Linked DNA regions of Mus musculus: all the other regions are linked to region 3. Evidence: chromatin contacts called from public Hi-C, HiCAR-type, HiChIP or PLAC-seq and promoter capture Hi-C data. All regions are on one chromosome and are shown on one strand. Each heading gives the region's core, a stretch centred on a gene start, on an enhancer-like site or on the middle of the called end of the contact. The rest is flanking DNA. Distances are from core to core; before and after follow the strand shown. Region 1 overlaps Cdkl3 (cyclin-dependent kinase-like 3). Region 2 holds the start of Cdkn2aipnl (CDKN2A interacting protein N-terminal like). Region 3 holds the start of Aff4 (AF4/FMR2 family, member 4). Region 4 holds the start of Ppp2ca (protein phosphatase 2 (formerly 2A), catalytic subunit, alpha isoform). Region 5 holds the start of Sec24a (Sec24 related gene family, member A (S. cerevisiae)). Region 6 holds the start of Lyrm7 (LYR motif containing 7). Region 7 holds the start of Ccdc69 (coiled-coil domain containing 69).

What was found. Promoter capture Hi-C pulls out the DNA fragments that hold promoters and counts their contacts. Hi-C and Micro-C count contacts between places; a contact is called where the count stands out from the background. HiCAR-type assays count read pairs that join an accessible place to other places. HiChIP or PLAC-seq counts read pairs in DNA pulled down with a chosen protein or histone mark. Capture Hi-C pulls out chosen DNA fragments and counts their contacts.
Region 1: a FOXA1 HiChIP or PLAC-seq map of pancreatic cancer cells shows a contact between it and region 3. The contact joins the enhancer-like site here to the promoter of Aff4 in region 3. A contact is called at or near these places in 2 of 115 datasets of contacts at active chromatin or transcription factors (microglia and pancreatic cancer cells).
Region 2: a HiCAR-type map of astrocytes shows a contact between it and region 3, with 7 times the contacts expected there. The contact joins the promoter of Cdkn2aipnl here to the promoter of Aff4 in region 3. A contact is called at or near these places in 3 of 39 promoter capture datasets (cranial neural crest, hippocampal neurons and pre-B cells) and 2 of 115 datasets of contacts at active chromatin or transcription factors (astrocytes and large pre-B cells).
Region 4: a promoter capture Hi-C map of liver shows a contact between it and region 3, with 2.7 times the contacts expected there. The contact joins the promoter of Ppp2ca here to the promoter of Aff4 in region 3. A contact is called at or near these places in 1 of 39 promoter capture datasets (embryonic stem cells), 6 of 115 datasets of contacts at active chromatin or transcription factors (astrocytes, cardiomyocytes, epiblast stem cells and 3 more) and 1 of 9 other capture datasets (liver).
Region 5: a contact with region 3 is called in an H3K27ac HiChIP or PLAC-seq map of stem cell-derived neural progenitor cells, with 5 times the contacts expected there. The contact joins the promoter of Sec24a here to the promoter of Aff4 in region 3. A contact is called at or near these places in 2 of 39 promoter capture datasets (cranial neural crest and liver), 4 of 115 datasets of contacts at active chromatin or transcription factors (astrocytes, epiblast stem cells, pancreatic cancer cells and 1 more) and 2 of 9 other capture datasets (adipose tissue and macrophages).
Region 6: a contact with region 3 is called in a Hi-C map of B cells, with 8 read pairs. The contact joins the promoter of Lyrm7 here to the promoter of Aff4 in region 3. A contact is called at or near these places in 3 of 39 promoter capture datasets (liver and pre-B cells), 1 of 484 Hi-C or Micro-C datasets (B cells), 1 of 115 datasets of contacts at active chromatin or transcription factors (pancreatic cancer cells) and 1 of 9 other capture datasets (liver).
Region 7: a contact with region 3 is called in a promoter capture Hi-C map of pre-B cells. The contact joins the promoter of Ccdc69 here to the promoter of Aff4 in region 3. A contact is called at or near these places in 2 of 39 promoter capture datasets (liver and pre-B cells) and 1 of 115 datasets of contacts at active chromatin or transcription factors (thymic regulatory T cells).

What each region holds. Positions count from the first base shown.
Region 1 is chr11:52,078,770-52,081,496 of GRCm38.p6, reverse strand. All of the region lies in intron 13 of Cdkl3 (cyclin-dependent kinase-like 3), which reads right to left. Among named protein-coding and RNA genes, the nearest start is that of Ppp2ca, 19 kb to the left of the region's middle. Within about 2 kb of position 1,281, at least 179 of the 459 cell types and tissues checked have an H3K27ac peak or open chromatin away from gene starts, as enhancers often do. A contact at or near this core is called in pancreatic cancer cells, where this site is marked.
Region 2 is chr11:51,966,229-51,969,017 of GRCm38.p6, reverse strand. Cdkn2aipnl (CDKN2A interacting protein N-terminal like) reads right to left here and starts at 1,387. Exons shown (of 3, transcript NM_029976.3): 1 at 1,061-1,387. The coding sequence starts at 1,299.
Region 3 is chr11:53,349,228-53,352,147 of GRCm38.p6, reverse strand. It overlaps Aff4 (AF4/FMR2 family, member 4), which reads right to left and starts at 1,381. Exons shown (of 21, transcript NM_033565.2): 1 at 1,019-1,381.
Region 4 is chr11:52,097,341-52,100,174 of GRCm38.p6, reverse strand. It overlaps Ppp2ca (protein phosphatase 2 (formerly 2A), catalytic subunit, alpha isoform), which reads right to left and starts at 1,351. Exons shown (of 7, transcript NM_019411.4): 1 at 1,025-1,351. The coding sequence starts at 1,126.
Region 5 is chr11:51,755,582-51,758,281 of GRCm38.p6, reverse strand. It overlaps Sec24a (Sec24 related gene family, member A (S. cerevisiae)), which reads left to right and starts at 1,448. Exons shown (of 23, transcript NM_175255.3): 1 at 1,448-2,205. The coding sequence starts at 2,109.
Region 6 is chr11:54,859,314-54,862,061 of GRCm38.p6, reverse strand. It overlaps Lyrm7 (LYR motif containing 7), which reads left to right and starts at 1,465. Exons shown (of 5, transcript NM_029327.5): 1 at 1,465-1,510. The coding sequence starts at 1,493. It overlaps Gm31490 (a long non-coding RNA gene), which reads right to left and starts at 2,248. Exons shown (of 3, transcript XR_879859.2): 1 at 2,022-2,248; 2 at 32-146.
Region 7 is chr11:55,076,748-55,079,465 of GRCm38.p6, reverse strand. Ccdc69 (coiled-coil domain containing 69) reads left to right here and starts at 1,335. Exons shown (of 7, transcript NM_177471.4): 1 at 1,335-1,453. The coding sequence starts at 1,406.

The sequences.
Region 1 (2,727 bases), core at 32-2,531, 1.3 Mb after region 3:
CTAGTCATGGGTACACGTGTGCAACCTCCAACTTCTCTCCCCAAACCAGTAGGAGCCAGCTGAGTGACCCATATCTGACTCACATGGAAATCTCTCTCTTTTTTAATTAAAAATTTTTCTATCTTATCATCATTATCCTGTATATGTGCATGTCAGTGCATGCATGCAGATGTGCATGTGTGTGCATGTGCATTCAGCAGGCATGCCAATAGTGCGTGTGTGTGAGGGGGTTTCAGTTCACGCTCTCCTTCTACATGGTTGAGGCAGGGTCCATACTCAGGAAGCTACAAGTGAAGGCTTCTCCTGAATAGGCCCTTTTGCTCTCAGTCCCCTAGACTGAGGCAAGGGGCTTAGGTACAGCAATGGCTCATATTGTCTTGAAGACAGTGGAGAAACATGCTCGCCTTACACTGCTGCACACTCTATGTGCACAGGCAATATGGGGTCGTATCCCCTGAGCAGCATCTCCAAGTAGTTTTGCCAGAGTGTGGAGACCTGGTCCTGAGTCACCCCATGTTTGTCCCTGGGTGAATGTTTTGTGACAGAAACAAATAAGGGTGGTTTCCACCCAAGGACACCAATGGCTTGGCTACAGCCATCTAGGTGCGCTTTTAAAACTGGTCAGGATGAGGTCCAGCAAAAATTCTGCTGACTGTGCAGACAGACACACTTAAGCCCTCTTAAAGTGACTGTGTATGGAGGAGATGAAATACCTAACTATAAAGAAAACTTTCTAACTTGTTTGGCTTTCCAAGACAGAGTTTCACTGTGCAATAACTCTGGCTGTCCTGGAACTTGCTCTGTAGGCCAGGCTTGCCAGGAACTCAGGGATCTACCTGCCTCTGCCTCCCAAGAGCTGGGATGAAAGGCGTGTGCCACTATTGCCGGGCAAAAGTTGTTTTTGGTATATTTTTGCTAGTTTATTTTAGCTTTGTGAGGTAAGAGTTTACTATGTAGCCCATGTATGTAAGCACTATATAAGTGTGATCTGGCCTTCCTGTGGCTGTGGCCTAGCTTTTGTCCCCTCCTGGCCTGGCCCTGAGTTTGGGCAGATCACAGCAGCTTATGACTCCAGCCCCAGCTCACCACCTCCTTCTGGACAACATGGCCCCTGCACTCACACTGAGAAGTCCCACTGAGAGTCTCTCTAAAGCCAACATGCTGGAGAACTGAATAACACCAGCGAGAACACCTGACCTCCCTGCAGTTCCCTGAGCAACTCAGCATGCACAGATGAGTGGCCAACCGCACCAGCGCACCAGCCGTTCCCCTCCCCTTGGGTCAAGCTCTTGGATAAGAAAGTTTTGTGCTGTTGCCTTGGCAACAGCCAGGGACTCCTAGCTCCACATACCAGGCTTCTGAAATCTTAATGAGTCAGCTCTGCTTCCTCCTCTAGTTCCTTACCACAGACATAGCCCAGTTTCAGCCTCGAACCAGGAAGGGCCCACAGTATCACCCACTCCCCAGAGTGATTCATTTGGTTGTTTTAACAGCTTGCTTGAAACACAAGCAACCTCCCAAAACTATGTTTAAAGCCCACACTAGAGATCATAATTCTTTTTTTTTAAAGATTTATTTATTTATTATATATATGTATACTGTAGCTGTCTTCAGACACATCAGAAGAGGGCATCAGATCCCATTACAGGTGGTTGTGAGCCACCATGTGGTTGCTGGGATTTGAACTCAGGACCTCTGGAAGAGCAGTCAGTGCTCTAAACCGCTGAGCCATCTCTCCAGCTCTGAGATCTTAATTCTTAAGATGTGTCATTCTAGTAACCAATCACTTGATTCCCACATCCTCTGAGAAAGCCCCCAAGGTTGACCGGTGGTCCTAGAGTGTATAGGAAGGCAGGCTGAGTAAGGCATAAAAAGGAAATCAGCAAGCAGCACTCTTCATGGCCTCTGCCTTCAGTCCCTCCCTGAGTTTCCTGAGTGATGGACTACATAAATACTACAGCTGTAAGATGAAATAAGCCCTTTCTCCCAATTTGCTTTTGGTCGTGGTGTTTATCGTAGTGATAGAAACACTAATTAAGGCACTGTCTTTAGATTATTTCTATTTTTGCAGGAAGAAAAAGCATGCTGTGATCTCCTAGCTTCAGTGTGTGAGTGAGCTCAGATGGTTTGGACACTGATCCCAGCCCCAGGTAATCACCATTTTGAAAACATTAGTGTCTATTCTTTGATGTCTTATCTCCTCTTTAATATAACACTTTATAATCCCCGAGACACCATAACATCCATTGTCACAGGATGTCGGGCTGAGTAGGTGGAAAGCCCTGCAAAGAATGGAAGAAGCCAGACATGAAAGCTGAGGACACAGATAAAAGGTGCAGAGAAACGCACACACAGCTGGCCACTGCTCAGTCAAGTTAGCTTAGCCCACACTTGACTGAGGTGGCACAGGGGTGACGAGAATGCCATACGGGAAGACGAGGTGCTACTGGGCGAACGAGTCTCTGGAGAAGTCACCAGGAGTTCTCCTTTATCTCACAGAACTCGTGGGAGATCTAAGGATGATCCACCCTGCCCTCTACCTAAAGAGTGGTCATTGAAAACGTATGTCTGTTTCCAAGCATGTGTAATATATATACATATGCACAATAATTAAGCAAATGTAACATGTATAATCTCAAACATGTATAGAGGTCATAATTACTCACAAATTTATGTAATATAGTGAATAGTATAATGGCCCCACTTCCCCAGGCAAGGGAAGGCCCC
Region 2 (2,789 bases), core at 138-2,637, 1.4 Mb after region 3:
GGTTTCATCCCTAACACAAAACCCAAAAAGTAAACCAAGCAGTTTGGCCTGGAGGGGGTCCTGTGACCACTACAAAATCAGGTATGAGTGAGGGTCTCCTGTTCTAACACAACCTCACGAAACTCTAGAAGCCTGGAAGAGCCTGGCCATGCATGCCTCTCAGGACGTGGTTGCCTAGGTGGATCAAGTTCTAGGATTGCCTGGGCTACACAGTAAACTGGAGGCCAGTCTCAGTTATAAGGGAAGACTGCCTCAAAAATTAAAAATCACGGGCTGGAGAGATGGCTCAGCGGGTAAGAGCACCCGACTGTTCTTCCGAAGGTCCGGAGTTCAAATCCCAGCAACCACATGGTGGCTCACAACCATCCGTAACAAGATCTGACTCCCTCTTCTGGAGTGTCTGAAGACAGCTACAGTGTACTTACATATAATAAATAAATAAATCTTTAAAAAAAAATTAAAAATCACAAGGGAGTATAAAAACCTGGTGTCATTTCCAGGTGGAATATCTCAAGGCCAGGCTCTTGCCTTCCAGGTGTGATCACAAAGACTGGGGAGGGCGGGGAGTTAGGACAGCAACAAGATAGCATGGGTTACTTTCCTAAGAGGGAAGCCAAGAAGAGAAAGGGGAGAAAAGATTACATCCTGCCTTAGCGTGAAACCCACCAATGGTGAGATACATCACATCCTCTTGCTAGGTGTCTTCATCTAGAGGAAGAGTCTGCACTTTTGTCACGTGGGCGACAGGAGCTAATAGACTTCAAACACACTCTGGAAAGGAAGTCCTCTGGGCTAATAAACAGTAATAACAATGACCATTGCAATTCGGCCGCCTTGGAGCACACCTGCACTGCACGCCCTATCATTCAGCTGCTGTAGTCATCCCAACCACTCATTCACAAGAGAAAAGCGAGGCTCAGAGGAGAGATTTTTTTCCCGAGGGAATGCTAAGAGGGGATCAGTAGGAGGCTGGCGCCAGGTTCAGCGTGGAGCAGTGTATATGCCCAAGCTGAGGATCGACTGATGGGGACAAGGTCAGCCAGCTGTCGGGGGTCCGCACCTGCAACCCAGGAAGAGGTGGTTGGCCCAGACCATGGATAAGGACAGCAGCTGGTCCAGGCGGCCGCCGCCGTCGGGTGGGTCTCGGTAGTCAGGCAGGTGGCGCAGGATGAACTCCATGCGCGCTTTCCATTGCTTCTCGCTCTCCGAGTAGGAACGAAACTGCTCGGCGAAGTCGGCGGCCTGCCGCACGCCGGAAACTAGCTTCTCCACCGCGGCGCTGGCCTCGCCACCCACCATGGCTCCCGCTGCCGCAGCCGCTGCCGCCGCTAAGGATCGCACCAGCCCGCCGCTTTCCCGACACGCCCCGCGCCGCCGCCGCACGGCTAGAGCGACCACGGCTGAGGGCGAGTGCTCTGGAGGACTTATCTGGAGCGCCCTCGCGGGGCACGGAGGTCTAGTGCAACCCAGCGTGTGTGGCAACTGCTGGGGAGCTTGAGGCCCGCCAGCATAGAGCTGGCAGCTAGGTGCCCATTGGGACTCTGCAGTGCCCTTTTTGCCCTGGGTCGTTCACCGGGCATCTGTCTATCCTCAGCCACACCTGAGGTTTGCCCTAAGTTCTGTGGCTGTCCCTTGGGAGTGAGGTCCTCTCTTTTATGGATCCACTGTTATCTCAACATCTTCACTGAGGTTGTGTTCTCCTATCTTGCTGTATTCATCATCCAATCAGTACATACAAGGCATTTTGTTTCGTGCCCAGGATGCCCCACTCTAAAGGACTTTGTGAGGGACCCTCATGGTGGAAGGAGAGAACCAACTCCTGAAAACTGTCCTCTGACTTCTACATGCAAGTTGTGGTACTTTGATGTACACACACACACACACACCAAGCAAGTAAATAAATGTAAAAATATAAAATGTAAGCTTGAGTCAGAAGAAAGCCTAGAACTCAGGACCTCCAGATCTAGTGAAGGTCTTAAGTGGTGAGTGGGCTTCAAGGAAGTTCATTATATACTGTTTACTATTGCAGATCCTTCCCTCCCGCTCCCCCAGGGTCATACACGGCCAAGCTGGCCTACAACTGCTTGCTTGCTCCCTTCTGTGGCTTCTGTGGCAGTGTTAGGATCCCAGCAGGCAGAAATACAATCCAGTCCGCAAATGCCAGAGCAGTGAGGACCAGCACCAAGCTGGGTGCTCTCACCTCAGGAAGACACAGTGCTGACACTACGGCTTGGAACATCTGAACCAAACATGAGAATCCAAAGACAGAAACAGCTTTCCCCCAGCAGTCAGCAAGTTAACTGGATAACAGCGACCAGAGCTGAGTCCCAGGATACAGATGCCATACCCTGACTGATACTGCAGTGGCAGGTTCCCAAGTGAAACCTCAGATACCCAGAGTCAAGGTCCCTGGTAATTCTGATTCTAGCTTCAGCTGATCAGACTCTGAGGACATTTGATGTGCCAGGCACAGTGACAGACACCTTTTGTCCCAGCTACTCCATATGTCAAGGCAGGAGAATTATTTGAGCCTGGAAATTTGCTGCCATCCTTATCACCAGAGAAAGATGCTTGACTCTTAAAAACACTGCGGAGGCTTCAGTGAGCTACATCCTTGGTTCCTTGGTTGTGTACTGCAGTGGTTGGTCTAGAAATGAGAGCATGGGGGCTAGAGAGATGGCTCGGGAGTTAAGATAACTGGCTGCTCTTCCAGAGGATATGGGTTCAGTTCCCAGCACCCTCATTGTGGCTTACAGCCACCCACAACTACAGTTGCTTTGTTTGTTTTG
Region 3 (2,920 bases), core at 132-2,631:
CGGGCACCTAGGGCTTAGATTCCGGCACTGGAAAGGAGGCTAGCTTCAGTTTAAAACCTCAGCGGGGAAGAAAAACCAGAATTCTGACTTGCAACTGACGAAACTCGGAGAACCCTGAATCGAACTCTTGGTTCGAACTTCACTCACAACCATTTTCAGATCAGGGCTCTCGACTCCCCATAAAGGTGTCATCTGTGAATGAAAAGCCTAATAAGGAGACCCCACAAACACCCTGGGCTCCTGTACCCCATGATCCGTTCTCAGAGAGTGGGAAGCAACAGCAAAGTGGAAGGAACAAAGCACTGACGTCAATTACGAGATTAACCCTGCGCACAGGCAGCTGGGGAGGCCTAAACATCAATACCCAAAGCCCGGCCATGGCGATCGCCAGGTACCAGGCCGGTTCCGAGCGGGAAGGAGGGTTTCTCCTATTCCAACCCAGGTTCCCATTTTTCCACTCAAACCCCATCGACCATCAAGGACGGAAATTAACACCCCCCCAGCCTCCCCCCCTTTTTTTTTTCTTTCGGTGGAGGGGAGGTGGGAGAGTGGGGGTGGGGGGAGGTGCGCAGGATCGCGAGAAGGAAGGCGAGAACTAGTTGAGAAATGATAGCCAGAATCTGGGCCTATTTTCTCTTTAACTAGGAATGACTTGAGTCAGACGAAGGAAAAATTTTTCAAAGGATAAATCCGCCGACCGAATCAAAGGGAGGAATGGAGGAAGGGACAACGGGGGGGGGGGGGGAGGAAAAAAAGAAGAAACGGCCAGATGATGGGCGTCTGGAATGTCGGATGGGAACGGCTTGGCCTTTAAAGAAAAAAAAAATGATTTTTCTTGTTTGAAATTGATTTCGGAGAGAAAGTGGGACGAGAAAACGTAGGGCGAAGCCGGATCCAGGGGCCCCCCGCCCCGCGGGTCTCCGCCAGCGTCAGCGGCCGGAGCCTCGCCTTCCCCGCGGCGCGGCCGCGCCTCAGACGTCAGTCAGTCAGTCAGGCAGGCAGTCAGGCGGCTTCTCACCTCCAGTCCCCGCTCCGCTAGGCCCGAACCATTTCCCGACCGCGGCTGCGGCGGCGGCGGCGCCCGGCCTGCACCTTCACCGGACGCGCATTCGGGCCCGCCCAGGAGGCGGCGACCGGCTGCCTGGGGCGAGGGGCAGCGGCCGATCCGGAGGCCACGGGGAGCCGAGGCGGCGCACCTCACACCGCGGACGCCAGGGTTCCGCCCCGCTCCATGACGGCCCGGCCGAGCCCCGGACGGGTGACTGAGGCGGGGGCGGGCTGACGGGGCCCTGGCACCAAGATCCCCGCCCCGTCCGCTGGGGGCGGCGGTGGCGGCGGCGGCGGCGACGACTCGACTCCCGCAGCCGGGACTGGGACTGACGCAGTGGCCGCGGCCCATGTGACCAGGGCCGGGCTGCTGCGAGCGTCACGTGACCAGGCCGCGCCCCTCCCGCAGGCAGCGCGGGGGCTGCGGCCCTGCTGCTGCTCTGGAGGCGGCGTCGGCGGGGCTGACGCGCGGGCTGACGTGCGGGGGCGCCTGGGCCCGGGGCTGGGGAGCGGGGATGCGAAGCGCGGGTCGCAGCAGGTTCCGCGGGGCCGCACCAGCGTCAGACCCGGGGACAGAACCCGGCCCGGGGCACACGCCCTCCTGCGCAGCCCGCTAGGGAGGCGCCGCGGGGCGGGGCGCAGCCCGGCCGACCGGTTTTGGGGTGCAGGTGAAGGCCCAGGCCCTGCCGCCCGTGTCCCGCAGCGCACCGCAGGAGTAGAGAGGGAAGGATGACGTGGAGGTCCGCAGCGACGTCGTCCACTGCTGCGTGTGACTTACTGTGGGAGGATAAGCCGGCCCTGCATCGTCTTAAAAAAATAAATAAATAAATAAATAAATAAGTAAATAAATAAATATCAGCCTCTGTGGGCTACTTAGTGGATTCAAGGCCAATCTGAGCTACTAAGAAAACCCTGTCAAAACAACACACGGCGACACACACACACACACACAAACACCATCGCTCTTAACATCCTGCTAGTCCAGACAAGCCATAATTTAATTGGAATCAGTAATTAGACAAAGTTTTAAGGTTTCCTAGAATCCAGTAATAGTAGCGCAAGAAAAGTGTCCTCTTCCTCTACATCTGAAAAACATACAATCCTGTCATTGGTGTCCCATGTCTCTTATCTGCTTTCTTTATTTGATGGTACCTCATGCAGATTCTCCACCTCTAACATCTTGAAACACTTCACTCGTTATTTGTAGTTTGTAATTTCACAGTTTGGAAATCCACTCAACTACACACGAGTTCTAAGCCATGTCTCAAAACCACTATCGAGGTATGGTCTGGCGCACACCTTTAATCCCACCACTCTGGAGGCAGAGGGAGGAAGATTTCTGTGAGGCTGATATACATATCCAACACTGGGCAGGTCAAGGATATATAGTGAGAGCCTGTCTCAAAAAGAAAAACACTAAATAAATCTTAAGTTTTACATAGGGTTTCCTCTGTGTAGCCCTGGTTGCCCTGGATCTCACTTTGTAAAACAGGCAGGCTTGGTGCTCAGAGATCTGCCTGCCTCTACCTCTGCTTCCTAAGTGCTGGGATTAAAGAAGTGTATCAGTGTGCCTGGCCATCTTTTCTACTTCCTTATGAAAAATACTGGTGGTGGTGAGATAGTTCAGTGGCTTAAAGGCACTTGCCCACAATCTTGGTGACCTAAATTCTATCCCTGTAGCACACATATATATCTTTCCTTAACAGGTACATTCACACATCACACTCACATATAGACAGCCACTTGAATGCTACAACAGGGGCCCAAACTGAGGATGGAGACACATGGATGTAATCTCAGCTACTCTGCAGCTTGGGGAAGGAGGATTGCAAATTCAGCAAATATTCCTAAACTGTATAGCAAGTTTGAAGCC
Region 4 (2,834 bases), core at 102-2,601, 1.3 Mb after region 3:
GAAAATTGCATTAATTAAGACTTCAAGAATACAACATGAACAACTTGCTTCCCCAATTCTTGGAGAAAACCAATGGAATGAGATAACCTGAGATACCGAGTTATCACTTCAAGGAGTGGACTCAGTTCCATGTCTGAAATAGAGAAATCGGTCAACACGGGGATTTCTACTGCTGATTGTAGCCACAAAAATACAATCCAAGAAACTTTTGCAACCAGAGAGGATAAAAAATTTGACTCTCTTCCCGTTTATGTTGCTCATTCAAAAATAAATGGCTCCACGCCAAGTACGTTACACACAGAAGGGTTTCACACTACCCAATTTGAGTCAGCATATACATCATAAATTAATGTGACACTGTATTTCCAATCCCAAAGCTCTTCGTTGTAGTATGACTCACCAAATCCTCCATTTGTCCAACTAAGAAAACTTTATATTCCTCCCTTCAAACTACCACTATGACCTTCGTAGGAACTGGGTTAGCGACTCCCTTCATAATCGTTAAACACACACTTTAAACAGGGCTCCGGGGAAGCCGAGGCGTGGAGACCGACAGGAAAGCGAGGTGACCTTTCCATAGGCGCTGGGGTCTGGCCTACAAGCCCTGCTGTGGGGGACCCTGTGGGCAGCGCCCGCTCCACGAAGCAAGCCCGAGTGCAAGCGCAATGCTTTGACTCCATGAGTCCGGAACCCGTTCCCGGGCGCAAAGCCCAGCCAGTCCCTCGCCGGGCCACCGAGGGTCCCGGCCGCCCCACTTCCCAGGGTCGGGCCGGGTTCGGCCCGGAGGCTCCGAAGCCCGGAGTCCGGCGCGCGGCGCCATTTTAGGCCGCGGTGGCGGCGCCATCCAATCAGCGCGCGGGAGGCGGGGGGCGCCGGGTCCCTCGCGAGTCGCCGCAGGCAGCGCCGGGCGCCGGGCTGCTAGGTTCGGGGGTCTGGCCTCCGTGCCGCCATGTTGCACCGTCCCCGCGGCCTCCTGATAGGCGGGCCCGGGCAGAGGCCGCACCCGCGGCCGAGAGCAGCTCACCTTCTCGCAGAGGCTCTTGACCTGGGACTCGGAGAGCTGCTTGCACTCGTTCAGCTGCTCGATCCACTGGTCCAGCTCCTTGGTGAACAACTTCTCGTCCATGATGCCGCCCGCCCGAACCGGCTGCCGCTCCGCGCTGCTCCCGCGCCGCCGCCCGCACCCGGGCCACACGCACACGCCGCCGCCGCTCTCCCGGGGTGCTTTCTGCGGCCCCAGGCGGCTGCTGGGCGCTGGCGCCGGCCCGCTGGCTCGCTCCGCAGTGCTCGGCCGCCGGCCGCTGTGCCTCCTCCTCCGCTCGCCCTAGCTCGGGACTCGGCTTTCTGTAATGGCGGCCGCCCGGCGTGGTGACGTCACGCCAGCGTCAGGGAGCCGCGGGGAGGGCGACGGAGTGGGGCCGGGACCCAGAGCTGCGCACCGTGGAGCCGGGGCGCAAGCGCAGCGGAGTTGGCTGCCGAAGGAAGTGGCTTCGCTCTTGGGGCGTGGTCCTCCCGCTGGGAGGGCGGCGGGGGAAGGGAAGAAGCGAGTCCGAGCAAGCGCAGTGCTGGTTAATCCTGGCGTCCCAGGCTCCGCAGGGCGCCTGCGCGGTCTCGGCGCATGAGCAGTCCGTGTAGGCGAGGTTTTTATTCCTTGTGACCTGGTGTTTCTGGAAGGCCTCTGGGTGATACCTCTCAGATGTGGTCTGGGCTCTGCCAGCCTGATGACTAAAGGCAACCCTAAGGCGCTTAGTCCAGCAGCCCTGGGAACCACAAGGGAGTCACACACCTTTGGGGACAAGCCTAGTGGCAGGTTGCCTGGAGTGACCTTCCCCACCTCTGGCCGTTGCAGGCTCCTATAATTAGGTCATTCGTGGGCGAAGGAAGGTGTACCTGCTGGGATGTGTCGCCCGCGCACCTTACACCCCCAGCACACACCTGTCCCTGCACGAAGGCGGGGCCGAAGTGGGCCTTCGATCCTGGCCTCTTCCTAAGCCTTGCTTCCTCTCCTGTGGCCTTCAACACCTCTGGTGTGCACTTTTCTCCGAGACCTGTGCCCACTGGAAATAATCTTGTCCTACATTCTAGAGGAACAAGCCAGGGCTGTGTTCTGGTACTGGTAGAAGCAGCTACCGTGTGTTCTGTAAAGGAAGCTGATATTCTTAAGGATCAGCCTTCGACCTGGTTATAAATCTCTTCTGAGGCTTGTGAAACGTGTTCACATTGCACTGTCTGCATTCACAGAGATACTTGGCTCTACAGAGCATCAACTGTTGACCAGATCCCATGCTTAGGGGACAAAGGGGTCATGCAGACAGAAAGGGGCTACTGCCCTGGTGGAGCTTGAATGTTCCTGGCTGGAAATGAATGGAATGGATGGAAGTCATACACTGCTCCCCTCCAGAGTCTGGGAGAGAAGCCAAAGGATGGTTATCCATGAAGGTCAAGGCAAGAGCTGACCTAGCTATACTGTGGGGAACAGTCAAGCCTGTCACACACCGGAGAAGACACAGCTCAGAGCATCAGAAGACACCCTGACCCACAAGCTACAAGAGGACCTCAGTGGCCCCATCCACAAATGGCAGGGATGAAAATCCTCCTTTATCAAGGACAACCTGCTTGGCCAGGGGAACTGGCTTGACCAATTCTGCTTTCTCTAGTGGGTACCTCCCACTAGAGTTCCCGAAGAAAGTACCTGAGATCTACTCTTCTAGACGCCTCCATACATACTTGTTCTGCCAGTCCTTTCAGCTCAAATTCTGACTCTGGTTTGCAGTGAATAGCCCCCCAAAACAAACAGGAGTAAGAGTTAAGGCTACGTGAGATGACTAAATAAA
Region 5 (2,700 bases), core at 199-2,698, 1.6 Mb after region 3:
TGGCTGTTCTGGAACTCACTCTGTAGACCAGGCTGGCCTCGAACTCAGAAATCCACCTGTCTCTGCCTCTCAAATGCCGGGATTAAAGGTGTGTGCCACCATCGACCAGCGTGTAAATACTTCTATGTAGGTACCCATACATACAGAAAACAAACTTTAAAACAATAAAACAATCTTTTTTTTTAATTGTTTAATTCCACTCAGAGCAAATATATTTTAGTATGGTTTTGAGGTAACTATTAATGAAATCAAGGTTAGGGTAAATTTGTATATGTGGTTACTGCTTGCTTCTTGGGTCTGACAGTAGTTTTAGATTGTGCTCTTTTTCTGTAATACTTCGTAGCCAGCATTAGATAGTAAATGAGTTTGGTAAGATGTACTTTCGCCCGAGGTTGTGAAACTCATGGCATAATACGTTTCAATCAGCAGCACACATCTGTGAAGGACTTTGTCATCTGCTTGGAGCAGGTAAAACCAAAGTAGCTAAAGATCACACTGATATCACTAAGTATGTTGCATAACCAACCAGTTTCTACTTCTCTTTGGTCTTACAAGTCAGAAAGTCTGTTTGGGGGTAAAAATAAAAGCAACCCACAAGCTACTTGCCCAGAAAGGACATTTGAATTATTCGACTTAATGTAAACTCTCATAATGTAAACTGCCTTTAATTCTTTTGAACTCAGGGCTTCTTCCTACAAGGTTAGGGAAACTCTTTATGAGTGACCTACATATCTAACCCCTTTTAAAGAAACTGAGTCCTGGTAAATTGCCCAGGCTGGTCTTGAATTCAAGATCTTCCTGCCTCACTTTTCTGTATCCAGAACTATAGGAGTACGATACCATTACAATTACCATTTTAAATGTTATTTAGTCCGGGGCCTCAGTATTTTTTTTTTTTTCGGGACAGGGTTTCTCTGATTAGCCCTGATTGTCCTGGAACTCACTCTGTGGACCAGGCTGGCCTCGAACTCAAAAATTCGCCTGCCTCTGCCTCCTGAGAGCTGGGACTAAAGGCGTGCGCCACCACGCCCGGCTTGGAGCCTCAGTATTAACTAAATACTTGTTATTATAGAAGTTGCCTAGCTCAGTGTAAACTAAGGGCTTCCCTAGGACATTGGACTCCATTGTCAACACTGGGATAGGAGAGGGATGGATTCCCGATCCATGTGTGGTGGATGTACTTCGGAGTGACTATGCTACCAACAGGCTAACGTCAAAATTAATCTTAATCCTCCAGTTGAAAAGAAGAGCTTCCTCCTTAACGTCATCAGACATTTTAACCTTGACCCAGCATCTTCACTCCAGCCCTGGCTGACCTGACTAGGCCGCCTTCGAACTTAGAACACTTCTGCCTCGACCTCCTGATTGCCGCCATGTCCCGCCCATGACACTTTGACAAACACACGTAATTGAACACCTCTTTTTAAAATTCTCTTGCACTCTACAGCTGGCATAGCATCGGCTGGGCCACCAGCGGTAGCCGAGGACATCGGTCGTCTCAGGTAATCCTCAGAGAATCCCGGAAGAGGAGCCGGGTCTCTCCTGTCCCACCCAATCGATTCTAAAAATCCGCACCACCCCTGGGACTGTCAGCAAGGTGACGTTCTCCACGCCGGGTATTTTCGCAGTGGTGACACAGGCTACTTCCGGCGGGCGGCGGGAGTCCGTGACGTGGCAGGCGAGTCCGTGCACGGTCCTCCGGGCCCGGACACGGGACTGTCAGGTGCCCTCGGGGCAGCTCCCCGGGGACAGAGAGCACGGCCGCAGCCTCCAGCCGGAACCGGAAGTGCCACGTGTCCCCACTGTGCCTGCGCGGCCGGCGGCTCCGCCCAGGGCCTCCCTCCTCTCCGGGTTCGGCTGCTGCCTCCGAGCCCGGCGTTCCCAGCCCAGCCGGCCTGACTCCGGAGCCTCTCCGCGCCCTGGCCAGGTCGTGGCCGCCGGCGGGCAGAAGACACGGACACGCCATGCCTCTACTTTGACGTGCCACCCCGCGTGTTCCGCTTCTCCGGCCTCCAGGTCCCTGCCCTCGGTTTTCCTGTTGGAGCTCTTAGGCTGGGCGCTGCGGTCGACCCCGACGGCTCCGTCTTACCCTGAGATCCCCGGGCGCCATGGCCCAGCCCCGGATCCCCGCTGCCCGCGGTGCCGCAGCTAGCCTCCAGGCCCAGAACGGAGCCGCCTCAGCCTCGGGGTCTCCCTACACCAACGGTGAGTGCCGCACGGGGGCGGGGAGGGCGGCACAGCTCGGGCCAGGGACAAGTCCCAGCCAGGTCTACCGCGGGGAGTGGCGGATGACGGCCTGGACCCGGGAGCCGCGGTGGACATGCACCTGCAGATCCACGCTGGTGGGACAGTTTCATGTGTATTTATAGGTTCAGCCTGCAAACAGTAAGCACCTGCAGTATGCAACGTCTGAGATAAACAAGAGGTGAACAAGAATCGTAGACGAAATCAGTTCCCAGAACTGCCTTATGGAGGTCATAGTGTCTGGGTGTCATCACGCAATGCGCCACCTCAGTCCTGTGTCCTGGAGGGCAGGGTTCATCTCGGGTCCGCAGGCTCGAAGTGCAGGGGGGTGGCGGGTCAGTGCTTATTAATACTAATTTGCAGAGATGAATGAATGACTCCGTCTTTGACAGATCCCTTTAGGACTTGCTCATCTCTGCAGGGATCTTTCTTCAAGGATCTTCTTCCTACGACAGT
Region 6 (2,748 bases), core at 216-2,715, 1.5 Mb before region 3:
ATTTTATTTTTATGAGTGTATGAGTGTTTACCTGGATGTGTATGTATACCGTGTCCTTGGAGGCCAGAAGGTGTCAGATCCCCTGGGACTGGAGTTCAGGCAGTTGTTAGCTGCCATATGGGTGTTGGGAAATAATCTCAGGTCCTCTGGAAAGAACAGCAGTGTTCTTAGGCTTTGGGCCAGCTCTCCAGCCATCAATAACAATTTTTAAAAGTTGACAATTATCTTTGTGTTCTTATATAAGACTCCCTAGGCATGGTATTTCACATTTGTAATCCCAGCCTTGGGGAGGTAGAGATGGGAAGATCTCTGAGACCAGGACAGCCAGTCTAGCCTAACCAGTGAGTTCTGGGCCAATTCTAGGTTTTGAACAAGGTAGAAAGCATTCCTGAGGACGAGTACAGGTTTGGTGGTGACAACTTTTATTCCAGCACTCCAGAGGCAGCAGATCTCAAAGTTTGAGGCCAGCCTGATCTATATAACAAGTTCCACACCAGACAGGGTTACTGTGACACCCTGTCTCAAAAGCAGAATTTTTTTTTCCTTTTTGTTTTTTGATTGACACAGAGTCTCATATAGTCTAGACCAGGGCTGTCCTTGAATTCTTGATGCTCCTGACTTTACCTTCCAAATACTGGGTTTTCAAGTATATCCCACCACACTCAGCTTAATCAAAGATTAAGAATCTTTGATTCTTAATAAACAGTCAGTTTTACCTAAAAGTAGCCTAAAATGTTACAGGAATGTTGAACGCAAATGATTGCGGAACAGGAGCAAGGTGGAAATTTTTATCCATGCCTGCAAGTACTAAGTTAAAATGTATATAAATGTTTTATGGTTATTACTATGAAGCTTCTAATAAATTATTTCCTACCTCAGCAAAACCAAAGAACGGGGCAAGATAAGTAGGGCAATAATGCAGAAGGTGAGGAGGCTCTGGGATCAAGGGTGTGAACTTGAGCAGGCAACTCAACCGCACCTTTGGGGGGAATAATTAAGAGAATGTACAAACAGAACGTTCTGGAGTCAGCGTTCTGATATGTATGGGCTGTGGTTGTTAGGACTTAGCTTTTGTTTGCTTACGTTCCCAAGGAGACAGTCACAGCCCGGAAACCTTATAATATAGACACTTAAGAGACGCCCACGCCCTTAAACAAGAGATAAAAAACGAGCAGGTTCCGAGGCCACCCAGTAACAAACAGTGTGCGCGAGCGGCACGCTAGGCGCGGCGGAGTGAAGTCTGCCCCTAACAAACATGGCTTCTCAGCTACTTCCGTCCTCCTGTCCGTAATTTGGCACCGCGGCTTCTCGCGTTTTTATACTTAGCTCTGCTTAGCAAACGCCTGAACTTCCTCCTGCGGGGAAGGCGGGCTAGGAAGGACATGTTGCATTCTGATTGGTTGCTATGCGGAGCGTCGCCAGCTGTGCCCCGGCCCTGATTGGTTGCCAAGAGGGGGCGCCCTCAGAGGCGGAGTCAGCGGCGTGGGGAGCCATGGGTCAGCCCGCCAAGGTGACAGGGCCGGGAGGAGGGTGCAGGGATGCTGAGGCTCAAGACCCCGGCAAGGGAGGGAGGCGACCCCGAGGGGGGCTGAGAGTGTAAGAGGGTGACAACCTTCAGGGGCAATGAGTGGTAGAGGGTGACAATTTTGAGGGCAGTGAGGAGAGACGACCCTATGGACCGTGAATGGAGGAGGTTGATAGCCATGTGGAAGAGTGAATGATGAGGGAGACAACCTGGAGGGGCTGCAGTGGAGAAGGGGGGGACAGTGAGTGAGGAGGGAGTGGATCTCGAGGGGCGCGGAGCGGAGGAGGGTGACAGCCACACGAGACAATGAATGAGGAGGATGGCTGATCCATGAAAGGTAGTGAATAGAGGAGACTGATGACCATAAACCGACCACCTATGCCTTAATAAAGAAGTTCCATAGTAGGAAGACTATAAACAACTAATAAAATCGTAAGAAGTGCTTCAAATTAATAAACAGCATGTTTTGTGAACCTATAAATAGGATTTAACTTACCTAGAGGAATACAGAAATCTCTAGTGGGCGAGAGGCAGCATTGCTGAGCCTACTTGTTGATGGCAAGCCCAGGCAACATAGATCTTGTCTCGAAATTTAAGAATCACGGGGACTTATAGGCAGACACCTGAAGTTTGATTAAGAATTAGGAGGGGCTGGCCTCAGACTTGTAGCTCACACCGGCGGCCAATTCTCAGCAATCTTCATGCTAAGTGCTGGGAATCTGACTCCCGAGCCACTACGCCCAGCTACTTTTTGCGTTTGAAAAGAAGTTTCTTAGTAGGGCTGAGGTTGTATTTAACTTTTAAGTTGGAGCCCTTAGCATTTTCAAGGCATTGGCTTCCATGCCCAACAGTGCATAAATAATAAGTAAAAAGATATGATTAGCTACAATGTAATGCCGGTTCTAGTAGATTTGTGGTAATGAAGATCACATTTTCTTTTAAAATAACTTTTTCAACTATTTTATTTGCAAGGCATGTATGTCTGTGCACCATGTGCATGTCTGGTACTCACAGAGGCCAGAAGAGGGTGTCAGATTCCTTGGAACCGAAGTTACAGGAGGTTGTCAGCTGCAGTATGGCTGATGGGAAGAGCCTGGTTCCTTTGTGAGAGCAGCCAGTGCTTTAACCTCAGAGCCATCTCTCCAGCCCCCATTTTCTTTTTATTAGGATAATGGTCTTAAGCTAGTGGTGCTGTTTTTATATTAATGGACACCCCCACTCCC
Region 7 (2,718 bases), core at 86-2,585, 1.7 Mb before region 3:
CTCCCAGTGAGCACTCCAAGAAGATAGAAAGGAGTCTCTTGTCCTAGATTCTGACCCTATTGTCCCCATTCCCACTGCATCTGGCAAGCTTGCAGTGTCTGTCCTGAGGAGAGAAGACTATGTCACACAGATCTTGTGAGCTGGGGAAAGCTATTGGCCCAGCCTTGTGGAAAGCTTACAATGAAAGTGGGTGTCATTTATTTGCAGGGGTGTTACAAAAGCCAGGTTTGGGGGAGCATTTGACCTGGGCTCTGGGCCTTGCTACCAGCATTGTCCCTCTCTGAAGTATACTTTTATTTCATTTATTCATTTGTTTATTGAAGAGGGGAGAGTGAGTGTGTGTGCACACATGTGTGCACATGGCCTACATATGGAGATCAGAGGACAAATTTCAGGAGTTGGCTCTCTTTTTCCTGGGAATTGAATTTAGGTCATCAGCTTAGTAGCAAGCACCTTTACTCACTGAGATAATTTTAATTCATTTTCTTTTGAGACAAGGGCTCACTCTGTAGCCTAGACTGACCTCCAACTTGTGGTTGTCCTTTTGCCTCAGGCTCCTGGAACTGCAAATTGATTGGCCTTTTCAGCTCAGGAAATGTAGATTTAGTTATGAATGGGTAATGCAGTGTGTGAGCCTTGGCATGCATGTTCCTTTTCTCCTTCCACCAAGTGGGGCCTGGGGATGGAGCTCAAGTCGGCATCACAGGCAACTGCCTTTCCCACTGAGCCTGCAGCTGGCTTGTTCTTTTGGTTGCTTGCTTGGTTAGTTTTGTTTTTGAGATAAGCTCTTACTTACTCTGTAGCCTCTTCCTGAAACTCCAGCCTCAGCCTCCTAAGTGCTGGGTCTATAGGCACTCACCCTCAGTGCCTTCAGAGGTTAAAAGGCCCATGTGCTGGAGCCGGACAGGCATCTTTGAGCCACCCGATGTGGGTGTCTGGAGTTGAACCATAGTTCCCTGGAAGGGCAGAAAAATACTCTTAACTGCTAAGATCTCTCTCCAACCCCGTTCCCTTTGTATGACAGGTTATCATGTAGCCCTGCCTGGTCTTAAACCCCCTATATATATCAGACTGTCCTCGAACTTGTGATCCTCCTGCCTCCACCTCCTCAGAACTGGGATTACAGACGTGTGCCACAACGCCTGGTTTAATTGTTTTCGTTCTTTTCCCTCTCAGCTCTTTCTCATCAGAGGGTCCTGAGAACCATCTGTGGCTCCTGGGGATCTCTCCTGCCCCGGCCTCAGGTACTTCTGGCGTGGAGCGCCGCTGGCACCTGCCCTGGCCCGGCCCCGGCTCGGCCGGGGCCCCGCGCAGGCCCTGCTCTTCCGGCATTTAAGGCGCGCAGCCGGCGCGGCTGCAGCTCCGGGCGGTTGAGAGTCACAGCCAGCGGGACGCGCGAAGCAGGATGGGCTGCAGGCAAAGCCGGCACAGCCGCGGCAAGCGCGCAGAGAAGGTACCGGGAGCCCGCACACGGAGGTCTGCTTGGGGGGCGCTCAGAGGGACAGCAGAGGACACCAGATGGACAGCAGTGGGGGGGGCAGTCATGGAGATTGGGGTGCGGGGGTGGGGGTGCTCTGTCTCCGCCCGACCCGGCAATCAGAAGCCGAGTTAACACACTCAGTCCCAGACAAACTGCAGCTGACCCTGCTGTCCCCGCGGGGAGGTGACTGGTGTGTCCGTGGCAGGTGGCCTTCAGTGTGGGGCTGTCACTGTGTAGTAGAGGACAGAGTTCTTAACCTCTCTGCGCCTTGAGCTAAGGTCTAAGGCCGGCAATCTCTGATAGGTCCACAGCCGGACAGCACCAGCATCACCTGAGACCTGTTGGAAACCTCAACTCCCTGGTCTGCCCAAGGGCTGCTAGACACAGGCTGCCTCTTAACGAGTTTCGCCTGGGATCACTGCACCCTTTAGAGCCTAGGAAGCGGGTCAGGGCTTCCTGCGGGAACTGAGCGGTGCGTGGGCTGCCCTTAGGGTAGCTGGGAGGAGCCAAAGTGGGAGTTGATTTGTAGTCTCCTGCAGCTCTCTCCTCCTTCCTGTCCCTCCCGCCCCAGAGCCCTGAAGCTGGGTTAGAGCCCAAGAGACTGACTCAGGTTTCTGCCCCTTGAGGTCTGAGAAACGTCAGGAGGTCAGAGCCTAGATTCAGGGCCAAATCCACTGAGGACAGCCGGGGGCCCAGAGAAGGAAACAGGCACTCTAGAGTCCTAGTCGTTTTTTCCTGTCTGCCAGTCTCTCCACCCCTTGTGGGGATGGACAGCCCGTGAACTTCATCAGTCCCCACTGTGAAAATGATTAATTTTGCAAGGAACTTCAGCTCATTAGTCTTCCTGTTACCTCTGTTTATCTACCCCTAACTTTGTCAATGTGTGTGTGTGTGTGTGTGTGTGTGTGTGTGTGTTCTCTGAACCCTCCCCTGCACTTGGACTAACTTTTCATTGTTTTATTTTTCTCCCCATCCCCACTTTTGGAGACAGGGTCTGGTGTAGCCCAGGCTGTCCTAAACTTAATGTGTAGCCAAAGCTGGCCTTGCACTGCTAATTCACCTGCCTCTCCAATGCTGGGATTACCAGCCTCCCCACCACAGCAGGCTGGATGTTTTTGTTCAGATTTTTTAGACAAGCTCTCAATATGTAGCCTAGATTGGCCCCAAACTTTCAATTTTACTTAGCCTCCCTAATGTTGAAATTATAGGCCTGGGCTACCATACCTGGCTTCTAAGGG